Regions from separate parts of the Mus musculus genome. Here all the other regions are linked to region 4. Evidence: chromatin contacts called from public promoter capture Hi-C data. All regions are on one chromosome and are shown on one strand. The core of a region is the stretch at or near the end of the contact, and the rest is flanking DNA. Distances in the headings are between cores, read along the strand shown. Region 1 holds the start of Zwint (ZW10 interactor). Region 2 holds the start of Rtkn2 (rhotekin 2). Region 3 holds the start of Ado (2-aminoethanethiol (cysteamine) dioxygenase). Region 4 holds the start of Ccdc6 (coiled-coil domain containing 6). Region 5 holds the start of Nrbf2 (nuclear receptor binding factor 2).

Evidence for each region. Promoter capture Hi-C pulls out the DNA fragments that hold promoters and counts their contacts.
Region 1: a contact with region 4 is called in a promoter capture Hi-C map of pre-B cells, with 7 times the contacts expected there. The contact joins the promoter of Zwint here to the promoter of Ccdc6 in region 4. A contact is called at or near these places in 4 of 39 promoter capture datasets (the C10 cell line, liver and pre-B cells) and 1 of 484 Hi-C or Micro-C datasets (pre-B cells).
Region 2: a promoter capture Hi-C map of pre-B cells shows a contact between it and region 4, with 4 times the contacts expected there. The contact joins the promoter of Rtkn2 here to the promoter of Ccdc6 in region 4. A contact is called at or near these places in 2 of 39 promoter capture datasets (liver and pre-B cells) and 1 of 484 Hi-C or Micro-C datasets (B cells).
Region 3: a promoter capture Hi-C map of pre-B cells shows a contact between it and region 4, with 5 times the contacts expected there. The contact joins the promoter of Ado here to the promoter of Ccdc6 in region 4. A contact is called at or near these places in 3 of 39 promoter capture datasets (liver and pre-B cells), 1 of 484 Hi-C or Micro-C datasets (the G1E-ER4 cell line) and 1 of 115 datasets of contacts at active chromatin or transcription factors (pro-B cells).
Region 5: a contact with region 4 is called in a promoter capture Hi-C map of pre-B cells. The contact joins the promoter of Nrbf2 here to the promoter of Ccdc6 in region 4. A contact is called at or near these places in 2 of 39 promoter capture datasets (liver and pre-B cells).

Annotation. Positions count from the first base shown.
Region 1 is chr10:72,653,564-72,656,263 of GRCm38.p6, reverse strand. Zwint (ZW10 interactor) reads right to left here and starts at 1,418. Exons shown (of 8, transcript NM_001293683.1): 1 at 1,287-1,418; 2 at 191-281; 3 at 1-26. The coding sequence starts at 1,345.
Region 2 is chr10:67,978,248-67,980,947 of GRCm38.p6, reverse strand. Rtkn2 (rhotekin 2) reads right to left here and starts at 1,378. Exons shown (of 12, transcript NM_001359319.1): 1 at 1,136-1,378. The coding sequence starts at 1,174.
Region 3 is chr10:67,547,576-67,550,275 of GRCm38.p6, reverse strand. It overlaps Ado (2-aminoethanethiol (cysteamine) dioxygenase), which reads left to right and starts at 1,321. Exons shown (of 1, transcript NM_001005419.2): 1 at 1,321-2,700. The coding sequence starts at 1,503. The coding sequence ends at 2,273.
Region 4 is chr10:70,095,841-70,098,540 of GRCm38.p6, reverse strand. It overlaps Ccdc6 (coiled-coil domain containing 6), which reads right to left and starts at 1,420. Exons shown (of 9, transcript NM_001111121.1): 1 at 960-1,420. The coding sequence starts at 1,241. The region is part of intron 2 of Gm51771 (a long non-coding RNA gene); the gene reads left to right.
Region 5 is chr10:67,283,970-67,286,669 of GRCm38.p6, reverse strand. Nrbf2 (nuclear receptor binding factor 2) reads left to right here and starts at 1,389. Exons shown (of 4, transcript NM_001036293.2): 1 at 1,389-1,573. The coding sequence starts at 1,544. Gm46200 (a long non-coding RNA gene) reads right to left here and starts at 1,237. Exons shown (of 3, transcript XR_001779690.1): 1 at 1,150-1,237.

The DNA of each region.
Region 1 (2,700 bases), core at 169-2,668, 2.6 Mb before region 4:
AGCAGTTTGTCTTTCTTCCGCGAGTTCTGTTTACCGTGGGGACAGAAGCAGGGATTAGTCTTCCCTTCTGATACTAGAGACCAGCCATTTTGTTCTTCCCCATTGCTGCCCACTATTTCAAGAGGCTATCCCAGGACCAGCCCCGCCCCCTGTCTTCTGAAACGCTGGGTCCCACTTTGCACATACATACCCTCATAAACTCCTCCATGATCTTGGCAGGCAGCTCTGCTTCTTCCTGCAAGCCTACAGGTTCTAGAATGGCTGCTGCCTCAGCCAGAACCCTGTAAGGCATGAGTGAGATTGTGCTATGGTACCACACGAGCTCGAAGGAACATATGCAGTGGCATCTATGTCAGGAGGGTGCCAATGCTCAGAGGCTACCCAAGGGTCTTAAGGGACTTTAGGCTGAGATCAGAAACACCATGTACCTGGACAACATACAGTAGCAACTAAGCGCCATGAGGAAATCACCTGAAATACTGGAGGATAGGGACTGTGCAGACATGACTACATGTTTAAATAGGGGGGGTCACAATGGGTAAAAACTCGATGAATCCGTCTGAAAGCAGCAGGGGCATATATACAGAAACAGAGAAAAGCCAAAGTTCAGGCAAGCCTTGGAAGACATGCTAGTAATGGCTGATCTCAGAACGTATGATGTGTAACCCACCCAGCCTTTCCAGATTGGCTGGAACAATCCACTAGAGGACAGAGATACAGATAAAAAAATACTAAAGAAGAAGGTTGTGACAGAAGGTCCTAGAATGGTAAAGGGTTGGTTACGACATCTGTAATGGAGCTGGCTTTTTTAGAATACTACGCCACAGGGCTCAGGGTGGGTGAGGTAATGTCCCTCAAAGGCAGCATCCGACATAAGGTGACCTACGTCAGCCATCCAGATGTATCACTCCGCATACAGAAAGAAGTCCCTGCTTAGTCATACCCCTGCAGCAGAATGCCACAAAGACCCTAATAGGCATCATTCCAAAAAAGAGACGTTGTCACACAGTCAAATTCTGCACTCCTGAATTGAGGCGACATCAACCCTCAAAGGCCACACTCATGGAGTAGGATGACAGTCTTTTCGGGCTGCATTATCTTTTCTAATTGAAACTGCTCCTCGGGGCCTACACTCCAGAATCCAGGTGACATCGTCTCTTAGGGCCCGCACTCCTCAGCTAGGGTGACAAGATCCCTCAGAAGTCGCACTCCTGAACTAGGGCGCCACTGTCCCTCCGCCGCCACTGCCCGAGCCGCCGCCCCAGGCCCTCGCCTTCCACACTCACTCTTTCGTCGCAACAGCGTTGTTTTTCTCCGCAACAGCGTTTTTCTCCGCGTCCGCCATCGTTCTGTCGCTCACCACGCCTTTGGATTCTCCTGGACTGCCCGCCTAGGTCGAGATTGGTTTCTGGGTAAGTGGGCAGGACTTTAAATGACGTCACCTCTTTTCATTGGCCGGAGTCGATTCCGGTCCCGCCCCCGTACGCAAGCGTAGGCGGTTTTTCGGTTCTGGGGGCTGGCTGGAGGTTCTGAGCCTGCGCAGTAGGAAGCACTGATAGCTGAAGGCCAGACAGTGAGAAAGCAAAATTTGGTGGGTGCAGACACCGGAAAAAGGCTATTATCTGTTCCAGTAGTCACGCTTTCCTATTAAATGTACTGCTGCGGAAGAAAGGAGGTGGGCCTCTCCTCCACGACGCTGAAGAATACTGATCTTATAAGTAAATACTATATGAGTTCAAAACATTGTGCTTTTAAAGACCTTAATCAGAGATCCCAGTTGGGTCTCTTGTGTGGACAAGTCCCAGCTGAAACTGAGGGTGGGCGTTGGTCGCCAGAGTGCAGGAGGGAGAGAAAGAAGGCTGCACCTAGAGAACCCAGAGCCAGCAGCTTTCTGAAATACTCTGCTGAATCCTGAGCTGTATCTGAGGAAATTTCCTGAAGGGAATTTTAAAGATGCTTTGGAGATTAAAGCAGAGTCGATATTAGATACCATTTTCACAGATTGGTATTGAAGAATGCCTACTCAATGGTGAGCAGATACACCACTGAGAAGTGTCGCCTTGCGACTGGCAATAAATAACCCTACCTACGTTGAGCACTGCTGTGGCACCATCTAACAGATTAAAGGAATGAGGCCTTAACAATCCCTTAAATGTGAGACCAACTAGACTGCAATAATGAAGATGAGGTTACAAAAAAAAAAAAAAAAAAAAAAAAATCACCAAGCAGTAGGTTCGGCTTACAATTCCTGATCTTTGCTTAGTCATTCCCAGGCATGACTAAAAGAAAATTCATTATTAGATGAATAAGTCACTGTTTAGAACAGAAATGGATGTTAAGACATCAGACAAGCAGAACATCTTTGTGTTCCAGAGAAGGAGTAAACAGAAACCAAGATGTGCTACAGATGTGGGCAAGAGGAACTCTCATGTTACTGCTGGGTGTGTTTTGAAAACAATGTTTCCTCAAAGGGTTAAACATAGAATTACTGGATGATCTATAATTTTCCAAGTATAATTACAAAGGAAATTAACATATAAACACAAAAATGCACACAACACACGAAATCTGTAAGAGCCAAAAGTAGAACAAACCTGTCATGACACAAGGAATGAGAAGAACTACTGTAAATGGAATACAAATTTATAATAACCAAAAATGGGGTATTATTGTATGGGAATCTAGCAATGAACCTTGAAA
Region 2 (2,700 bases), core at 129-2,628, 2.1 Mb after region 4:
CTGTCTCGAAAACAAACAAAACAACAAAACAACAACAACAAAAAAAGAAACTTAACAGATCTCCATTTAGTTCAGTAGAAATAGAGGCTGTGTTAACCATCAACATAGGCGTGGGGTGTGGCTCTGCTGATTGAGGGCTTGTCTAGAATGCACAAGGCACTGGGTTAGAACCCAGCTCCACTCCATCTTAAGTCAGGCTCGGTGTGGCAGCCCTATAAAGTCCATAGTAGGAAAGTGGAGGCAAGAGGAGTTTTAGGAGTTCAAGGCTACCCTTTGACAAAGGCAAATAGGATACCTAGAATACATAACAAAAATAAGAAATATTTCACAAGAAAGTTGAAAGTTTTGTGTATGTTTGTAGCAAACACGTCTTGTGACTACTAATATGGTTTGCACAATAACTCAAACAAAGCCTGGCTCAACATTCCAGAGAATTACAGAGGACTTCCTAACAATACTGCATCTACTAAAGAAATTCTATGATCCTGCAGTATTCGCCTCGACCCACAAATCTGGCAAGAGTATATGGTTCGAACTACTATACTTCAGGAGCCGGTAAGAGGTGAAAATTAAAATTAAAATGAAGATGTCGCTACAAGGATATAAGGGGTTTCTTTTCATTAAAATACTAAAATAATGAACAGGAAGAATACTTTTAACACTTGACTGGGGTTCCCAAGAAATATTCTCGACTACACTAAGTGTAAAAGATTTTGAACATATTTTAGATAGCTAAAAAACAAACAAACACTGGATTCGTCCTCCTTTTTTCCTAGTATTTGTGCATGTATCCATGTTTAAACTTACACCTTCCTGGAAAGCTAAGAACATGCCATTTGAGCGTTCACCCCGCGGCGCCCCACAGTTTGATGCTGGCTCACACGGCTACAAGCAGCACCTTGCATTACACGCCCAGCTGCGCGGGCCGGGGAGCAACTCGAGCACCGACTCCCGGAGCATCACCTCCCCTGCAAGCCTTGGAAGACCGGCAGGTGGGATGGGCCCCGGCGTCCTCCTGTTGCCCCCGGCCTCGCTCTCCTCCTTCGGTGCACCCTTCAGGCGTGCAAGCCGCGGAGCTCGCCCGGCTCTCGGTCTCGGCCCAGGCTGCAGCTCTCCAGTCCCCTGCCTCGCTCACCTGCTGCGCGGCGAGACCCCTCAGCAGCTGCCCCTCCATCTCGGTGCAAGGCACGGCCGATTTGAAAAGCGCGCCCCAGGGCTGCAGCTGCAGATTGCACCAACCGCTCGGCCGTACCAAGTCTGGTCTGCAGGGGAACCCGGCCCACGACGCCGCGCAAGCGTACTAGGAGCCTCTCTGTCTTTAAAACAGCACGGAGACCCGAGACTCTGAACAGACCCTCTGCTACCGCAGGGCTTAAGCGAGGGCGGGGAGTGGGCGGGGCCTGTTGTGTGGTAGGCGGGGCCTAAATACGAAGAGCAAGTCCGGGTGGGTGGGGTCTGTGGCAGGCGGGGCCTGAACCCGCCTGGGTTTTGTCGGCTAGTGGGCGGGGCCTCAACTGGTGGGCGGGGTGGAGCCTTAGAGAAGGCTCGCCATAGAAATCTTTGGCAGGTGGTTTTCTTGTCAGGTTTAAAGTGCGCCTTCTTCTTGCATCCCGCCCGAAGTTGTTTAAAGGCATGAACTGACCGGACCCGACAGACCAATCAGGGATATAAGGATCCATTATCTGTCTCTCAAACATGGCTGCACTCAAAGATCATGCTCTTGAAGGCTGGGCAGACAGACACATTTTGCGAGTACTTCTGTCCCCGGGTTTGTTCGCTTCTAAAGTGACAGCAGACAACACTATCCAGAAGCCTGGTCGTTATTAGCACAGGCTTTTATTAAGAAAGAGGAAGGGGAGATGCTGAAATGCTGAACTCGAGGCCTTAAGCACAGTGAGCAACTGGTCCACCACTGAACTATCCAGCTTAGACTTTTAATTAGAGGATGTACACACCCTTGTAAAGTGTTTAAAATTACCCCTTGACATATCTTGTACCGGAAATGTGTAGGGCTTTGGACATTTTCCTCCTGAGGGAAGACTCTACCAAATCAACTCTCCTACACCACCCTCATTAAAGGCCTGGGCAAGGCTCCTTTTATAAACAGAATGACCCTGTTTATTTTGGGGACATCTCACTTGTTCCAAAGTGGACTTTCAATGATATGGTCATCTTACTTACAGACCTCCTTGTTAAAGCAGTCAGTTGAAAGATGGACTTCTTAAAAAGAAACTGAGTGTGCCAGTGAGATGGCTCAGCAAGGAATGGTGCCCACCTAATGCCAAACCTCCCCGCCTAAGTTCCAATCCCCAGGATCCAAGTGGTGGAAGGAGAGAACCAGCTCCCAAAAGTAATATCTACATATGCGCCAGGACATGGGCATACCGCCCCCCTACACTGAATACAGAGGGGGGGAGGGAAAATTTGTGTGTATGTATATATACGCATATATGTATAAATATATATGCATATACGTATAAATATATACATATGTTTATATGCATATAAATATATATGATATATACATGTATGTTTATATATGTGTGTATACATACATATATGTGTGTGTGTGTGTATATATATATGTATATGTATATATTCCTTCCTCTCAAATGGATAAGTGCCTGGTTGAGAGGCTCTGGACTAGGTGATTCTAGAAGCTGCTATCCAGTTAGGAGTGCTTTTCCTCTTACTTTTGCA
Region 3 (2,700 bases), core at 72-2,571, 2.5 Mb after region 4:
CAAACTGTGTTTCGTTAAGTTGCACTTACGTCTTTTCCAAATGCGCACCTGCAAATTAATCTCTCGTGTACAGGCGGGGAATAATACAGTCAGTGCCTACGTCTTAAAAGTTTCTGTGAGGGTATTACTAAGATAAAACTCATTATTTAATGTATTTAACAAGGTACCTGGAATACCACACTTACTGGCTAGGATGCAAAACCCACACACACATACACACTAAAAGCCTGCCTTCTTAACTGAAAAGGATTTCCTGGGCCACTGCAGTTATAAACCCATGTTTAATTCTGAAAGTCCAAGAAGACCTTAAATTCAAGGGTAAGATTTAAATTCATAATATCTACTATCTTCCTTTGCCAGCCACCACCTACGTCTGCAAAAAGTCCAGAGAATAATCACTCTGCGGTGACCTAACTTCATAAACCAGCCCGATAGTTGCATTGCTCTAGAGACTCATGACAGCGATAATCTATTCTGACAAAACGCCCCTTGCCCCTCAACTGGTGTTTCTCGGGCGCCCTACGGATGGATAACCACTAGTATACAGAACCCTTGGCTGTAGCAAATGGCCTCTCAAAGCTTCCCGCTATCAGTGAGTCAAGGAGCAGCGTCATCAGGCCCAGAGGCAAACAACAGCTGCGCACAGCTGTGCTGGGTGACCGCTTTGGTTACCCGCCCGACCCCATTCACCTCCTAAGAAACAGAAAAATAGACAAGCGCCATCCACAGATCTCCACGGCGCACACAGTGTGGCCTACGAGCAGCTAAGGTTGACCCCGAAACCTCATTCCTAGGGAGCAAGGGTCAAAGGTGACCCCGAGTGACCCAGCAGGCCCTAGCGGCACAAGAAGGTTAACGACCCTCTTGTGCCGTTTTTTTCCCAGCGGCGAGAAGCCTCCACCAGCTGCCGGAAGTATGTCACCCCGACTGCGGGGATGGCGGGAGTTGTAGTTAACTGGCTATATCTCTTGCAATAATAGTTCAGTTTTATCAAACAAGTAAACACCCTGAGGCTCTGCAAAACGAACGCGCTGCTCGCTTTCTGCCAAGTTCTTAAAAAAATCCTGGTTTCCCCTGCTCCGCAGGACGCGTTCGTGCCCCGCGCAAGCGCAGGCTCGGACTACACATCCCAGCGTGCCTTGCGGCGCTCCCGCCGCGCCCGGCTGTAGTCGTTGGTGTGGGCCGCGTGAATGGAGCTCCGCGCGTGAGGCAGCGCCTGGCACGGCCCGCGCCAGCGCCTGTCTGGGCCCCGGAGCGTGAGTGCGGGTAGCGGCCGTGCGCGTGCGCACTCGCCTTCGCGCGCGGGCAAGCGCCCGACCATTGGCGCGCTAAGCGGGCGACCGTGCAAGGCGGCCCCGCGCGCCCCGCTGGCCGGTTGTTGCGGGGAGGTCTCCCGCCTGGCGCGGGGGTCCGCGCGGGTAGCCGTGGCGGCCGCCGGAGACCGCAAGGGGCGGCGCAGAGGCGGAACGGGCCGGCCGCGAGCCGCGCAGGAAGCGCCAAGCATGCCCCGCGACAACATGGCCTCCCTGATCCAGCGCATCGCTCGCCAGGCGTGTCTCACCTTCCGCGGCAGCTCGACGGGCTCCGAAGGGCCGGCGCCGGGCTTCCCGGAGAACCTGAGCCTGCTCAAGAGCCTGCTGACCCAGGTGCGCGCCGAGGACCTCAACATCGCGCCGCGCAAGGCGCTGCCGCAGCCGCTGCCCCGCAACCTCCCGCCGGTCACCTACATGCACATCTACGAGACGGAGGGCTTCAGCCTGGGCGTGTTCCTGCTCAAGAGCGGCACGTGCATCCCGCTGCACGACCACCCGGGCATGCACGGTATGCTCAAGGTGCTGTACGGCACGGTCCGCATCAGCTGCATGGACAAGCTGGACACGGGGGCCGGGCATCGGCGGCCGCCGCCAGAGCAGCAGTTCGAGCCCCCGCTGCAGCCCTTGGAGCGGGAGGCCGTGCGACCGGGCGTGCTGCGTTCCCGGGCCGAGTACACCGAGGCCAGTGGGCCCTGCGTGCTCACTCCACACCGGGACAACCTGCACCAGATTGATGCCGTGGACGGGCCAGCTGCCTTCCTGGACATCCTGGCCCCACCCTACGACCCGGAGGACGGCCGGGACTGCCACTATTACCGTGTAGTGGAGCCCATCAGACCCAAGGAGGCTTCCGGCTCTGCCTGCGACCTTCCCCGAGAAGTGTGGCTCCTGGAGACACCACAGGCCGACGACTTCTGGTGCGAGGGAGAGCCCTATCCAGGCCCCAAGGTCCTACCTTGAAGCTCCTGCCGCCCGGGGAACTGTGGGCCAAAGATGTACCCTGCCCTGCTCAAGAAAGGCCTGGCTGCCCTCTATCTTCCATAAGGGCTCTTCTCTCCGCCCCCTCGCCTGGACGATGGATTTACTGGAGTGACCAGCGCCACATCTTGAGGAACCTTGGGGAACACGGCCCACTGGAGTACAGCCACCACCGGGCACGGTTATGGGGGCGGGTGGGCGGAAGGCTAGGTTGATTCCTGGTATCCTCAGTGCCACCAAGGCTTTGATTTAAGGGAACCGGGCAGGGACCCTAAAGCGCTTCCATCCTAAAGCCATAATGAAACCATTTTTGTTTCTCATTCTCTACAAAATACACTAAGTAGTTTTGAATCCCTCTTCCCTTCGGTGACTCAGATTTGTTTTCTCTCCTGCCCACGATTGCTCCTTA
Region 4 (2,700 bases), core at 171-2,670:
TGCTGGCTGGGAAACTGTTTTGATCTGAATAGGGTTGTCTGTGGGGGATTCTGCATGTTAATGATGTAGAGTTGGCAAGGATGGGAGGTGAGAGCACAACGCGTACTTTTTCTAGTTACGTTTCGCCTCATCACCGCTACGGGGGCCTTTCCACTCGGCTACACCAGGAGGCTGATCTCAGACTAATCTTACCCTCTTCCAGGGGAGCCTCGAGGGGCCAGGTAGAAACAGAACAGATGGCCTGTGTTCCCGTCAAGTACCTAGACTCACAGGCAAGTACTCCTAAGACTCTCGAACCAATGAAGGAGACGCACGTACATCCTTGCTCAGCCAGGCAGTCCCAGCGGCCACCCTCCATCCTGGTTTCAAGCTCCAACCCTGTCCCAGCCAGCGCCAGACGTTACACTCCCCACTACTCTGTACCCGCCCACCCTCCGGGCCCAAAAGGACAGTGATTCCGAACGGGGTGCTGGTGTAGCCTCAGTGCCCGCCCTTCCCTTTCCATCCTGGCCAGAAAACTCCACTTCCCGGATTCCGGGCCACTCTCTCCCTCCCCCAGCGCCGGCGATCCAGCAAAGCGCCGTCCTCCTGCCAACTGGGGACCCAGCCCAGTGGCACACCCCGTCTCCCCAACTAACCCCTGGACAGACCCCAGCTTCGTCCACTCACGGGGGCTCCGGAGAGGGTGTCCCTCTATTCGGAGCCTTCAGGCACCCTAGGGTTGAGAAAGTCCCACCCCGCCCCCCCCCCAGCCACGCCGCCAGCCTCTAGCCCTGGCTCGGAGGGACCTCCACCCTAGGCGACGAGGGGACGTTGGGGAGTCTCCCTAGGCACCTCCAACACCTCAAGGGAGGGAGGGCGCTCGTGGCCCCAAGGCCCGCTCTCTGTGCCCGCAGGCCCGCAACCCCGCACGGGGGCGCGCACTCGGGGGTCCCCCCTGGTCCGCGGGGTGCACTCACGATGGTCACGCTGGCTTTGCGCAGGTCGCGGTTCTCCTCCTGCAGCGCCTTGCACTTGAGTTTGTAGGTCTCCAGCTCTATCTTGAGCACCTTGTTCTCCTGCTGCAGCGAGGCCAGGCGGTTGGTGAGCTCCTCCAGGCGGAACGGCGAGATGACAATGCCCCCCGACTTCCCGCCGCCGCCCCCGCCGCTGCCGCCCGAGGTCGCCGAGCAGGACGACTGCATGGCTGCCGGGCCGCCGCCCGCCGCGTCCGTGTCGCTCTCGCTCGCGCTGTCCGCCATGGCTGGGCGAGTGGGCGCGGGGAGCCGGGCGCCGAGGGCCGGGCGCGCGGCGAGTGGGCGCGCGGCGAGTGGGCGCGGGGCCGGGCGCGCGGCGGCGGCGGGGGAGCTGGGGAGCGGGGGAGCTCAGAGCGCGGCGCGGGCGGGCGGCAGGGCGCAGACGCGCGGCGGCGGCGGCGGAGAAAGAGAGGGCGCTTCCCGCGGCCGCGCGAGCTGCTCCGCCAGGGAACAGAGACCCCGCCCGGACTCGGGCAGTACTGCAGCGCCGGGACTCTGGCGCGCTCCGCGGGGCCGTCCCCGCAAAGCCCCAGCCCCAGCGCTCTCCTAGCAGCTGCACACAGACGCTCGAGCCCCCGCCGCCTCCCCGCGCACGTGCTCCCGCCCCGGAGGGTCCCCTGCGTCCCCGGGCCCCAGCCCCCCAACACACACACATACACCGCCGCGCCGCGCCGCCTCTTCCGGAGAAAGGCGGACCCCACGCAGCGCCAGCCCCGCAGGTGCCGGGACACGTGGGAGGGGCAGCCGGGCTCCTTGGGCCACCCCACCCTCCCACCCCCGCTCAGCTGGAGCCTGGCACCTTGGATCGGCGCCGGCGCGCGTGGATCTCCCCCAGGGTGCCCCGTGCAGACCGCGCTTGGGGCTGGGAACAGAAAGTTGCACTGCAGTGGGTCGAAAAAGAAGAGTATCTGTGTGTCTGTCTGTGTGTCTGTGTATCTATTTCTCTCCCTCTCTGTGTGTCTGTCTGTGTTGTGGCATGTCGGCAGCCACAGGTTAGCCTAGCTTGCCACAAGGCCCCGGTGCGTCCAGTTGTTTGAACCAGGCGCCACCCACCTTTTTCTCTTTACCTCCTGCAAAGACTCTGCACCGGTCACGGGGATAGGATTAAGAAACCAAGATTTGTCTAGTTAAAGAAACGGGAGCTTTATTTAATTTTTTTTTTTTTTTAATCTCAGAAGGGTTGAAACAAACTTCAAGTACCAATTTTCCAAAGTAACTGCAGGCACAATGCTAAACAAATAACCACGATTAAGTGAGGGGAACTGTATAACCATTATTATCCGCTGCTCTCCAACTCCTACAAAACTCCAGGAGCTAAAAAATAAAACCGTAATTACTACTGTAGAGAGCCCAGCTTCAAAGAATCAGAAATTCAAATACTGTTAGGCCCCTCCCTCTTAGGAGAGCTTGCTTGTAGGAAACAGGCCTAGCAGGTGAGAAGGGTCTAAACACTTCACCTCCTGATACAAAACAGCTTTCGTTTCTGGGGGAAAAAATGGAAAGTGAAACTAACCAGGCGGGCTTTATTATCCAAGTTTAGTCGACGGAAGAACAAACTCATGGAAACAAAATGCAAAATAAAGGGGTGCGGGATGAAAAGTGTTTTCTGGCTGTCAACTGTTTTATAGTTTTATAAAGCGCTTAGCCATGACTACATGGCTTTCCTGGCTCATAACCTTGTCTT
Region 5 (2,700 bases), core at 140-2,639, 2.8 Mb after region 4:
TATATATGTCATCTCTTCCTCCCCGTTTACAGATGTTGTACATTGCCTCTGCTCTTTCCTCGGCTGGCTTTTTAAGGTTTCATATTAAAAAAAAAAAATCACATCCCAGGGGGCTGGAGAGATGGCTCAGAGGTTAAGAGCACTGACTGCTCTTCCAGAGGTCCTTAGTTCAATTCCCAGCAACCACATGGTGGCTCACAACCATCTCTAATGGGATCTGATGCCCTCTTCTGGTCTGTCTGAAGACAGTGACTGTGTACTAAAATAAATTAAATAAATAAATCTTAAAAAAAAATCACACCCCAGGTGGGTTTCCTTTAACACCCAACCTGCGTCTCCACGTCCTCCAATATTACAAATTCTTAAAGGTACATTCATGTGGTTCTTTGAAGTTTTTTTCATTACAGAATTTGGTACTGTAAAACCTCCAGGTAAGGGGCTGGTGAGATGGCTCAGTGTGTAAGAGCACCCGACTGCTCTTCCAAAGGTCCGAAGTTCAAATCCCAGCAACCACATGGTGGCTCACAACCATCCGTAATGAGATCTGACGCCCTCTTCTGGAGTGTCTAAAGACAGCTACAGTGTACTTATATATAATAAAAATAAATAAATCTTTAAAAAAAAAAAAAAAAAAAAAAAACCTCCAGGTAAGCCCGGTTTCCTTCACACAATATGTTAGTTGTTCTCTCAGCTCCTCTCCATCTCCCTTTCTCCATAAACCATATCTACTTGCCAGTGGGTGCGGAAACAGAAAGACCTTAGCACAGTGATTTAGTACATAGTTGTTGAAGAACGGTTATACTTGGTGGCTTATAATCCTTCTTGCTTTAGAATTAGTTTGTGACCCTGGGGTCACTTATCTCTGTCAAATCCTCTCGGTGGAGTGGAGGTATGGTGGCACCTGCTCATATGCTCGACACAAGACTGCCACATGTACAAGATCTGGGCCACAGACTCTCTGCCAAAAGGCAAAAAATATGGAAACCTCCTGTAAGGCGGATCTAGTGCAGGGTGTTAACTTGGCTCAAATTTGCTTTTTAAAAAAAAGTCAACGGAGATAGAACAGAAACGGAGAAGGAGGGGTGAGGTACAAGGAGAGGACCTGAGAAAGCCTACGGGAAGGAAGAAAGGTCAAGCGTGCAGAGTGACCTTATTAACCAACTAGCCAGACCCGGCTCATCACGTGACAGCCGCCGCCGAAGTCTAGCAGAGCTCCCTCTCGCGAGGAGAGGGGCGGTTTTTGTCACTTAGCTGCTGCCCCGCCCCTAGCCCCGCCCACCCCATGCTCTCACCCCAGCCGCGCCCCCTGCCTCGCGCCGGCGCGTGGCGACGTCACGCCGCCGCGCGCAGCGACGCCGGGACGGCCCCCCGCGACGCGACGTCGGAGGCGGAAGTGGCGCGGCTGTCGCTCTTGGGCTCTCACTGCCGGCTCCGGGTTCTGCGAGGAGCCTCCTGCCAGCCGCCGCGTCTCCCTGCCCTCGCTGCCCCTCCATGTGCCCGGGCGCCGCCGCTCCGCCTCGGGCCGCTGCTCACCCCGGGGTTTATGGAAGTGATGGAAGGACCCCTCAACCTTGTGAGTGGTCGCGGGCTGAGTCGGGGACCGGTAGGCTGCGGGGAAACGCGGGCTGAGGGGGTCAAGCGGCACTGAAGGGGGAGCCGCGAGCTCATGGAGGGGACCCTGATCCCCGGGGCTCAGGCCTCTCCCTCGGGGCCCGTGGCATCTGCCCTGCTGGGACCGCGTCCCAGCGCCACGTAGCCGCCGCCTGCAGGCCGCGGGCAGAGTCGGGGTGTCGGGGCCGCGCCTCGCACACCGCACCCCCTCTTCCCTGCTGCCCTCGCAGCTGGGCTAGCGAAGGCCCCTCTGAAACAGCTGGATCGGAACCCCAGTCCACGCCCCGCAGCCCGGTGCCTTTGCTTTAAGGCTCACGAAAGTACCAGACGTGTTTGCCTTTCTCAGAAACACATACAGAGAGACACACAGGGGGCCGGGTCATTATTGTTTGGGGCAAAAAGGAACACACACACACACACCGCCCCAAACAACCCCACAAAACCCCAAACCTCCCACAGTTCTGTTCTAAGTGTGATCACAGGACATCTTCGGGTTTCCTGGGAAAAGGTTCATGAAATTCAGATGCAGACGTCTGGTTCCTTAGTGTTGCGGAGTAAAACTTTGCAAGTCCCAAGTCTGTAGGTGGTTTGCGATGATGCGGAGGGATTGAGAGCAGGACCGGGAAAGATTGATTGCTTCCTTTGGAACTCTGCCCTCCCTCCCGGCTTGGAAGAGCCTGGTCCGTGCTGTGCAGAGAAGCCAGAGTCTGTGGTTTCAGACTATGGATTTCTGGAGCCAAACTCCTGGATTTGAACTCGGGCTTAGTCACCTAATAGCCTCAAGAGACCTTGAACAAAAATTTTCACTTCATTGTTTTTTTTTGTTTTTGTTTTAACCCTCGTTCGTTGTGAGGATTAAAGGACTGAATAGATAAGAGACACGTAGAACTGTACGTTATGGATGGAACATTGGAAGAGTTAGTTGCTCCAGTGAGACCGTAGCCCCTGTCACTTAATGAGATTTGGGAGTGTTGAGCGTCAACGCTGGAGAGTGAACACCTAAAGCTATGGTTCCATCCCTGGCGCCAGGTTTGCAGCTCCGAGAAATCTACCCAAGAGTTACTAATTTAGACCCTGCGTCCGTTTCTA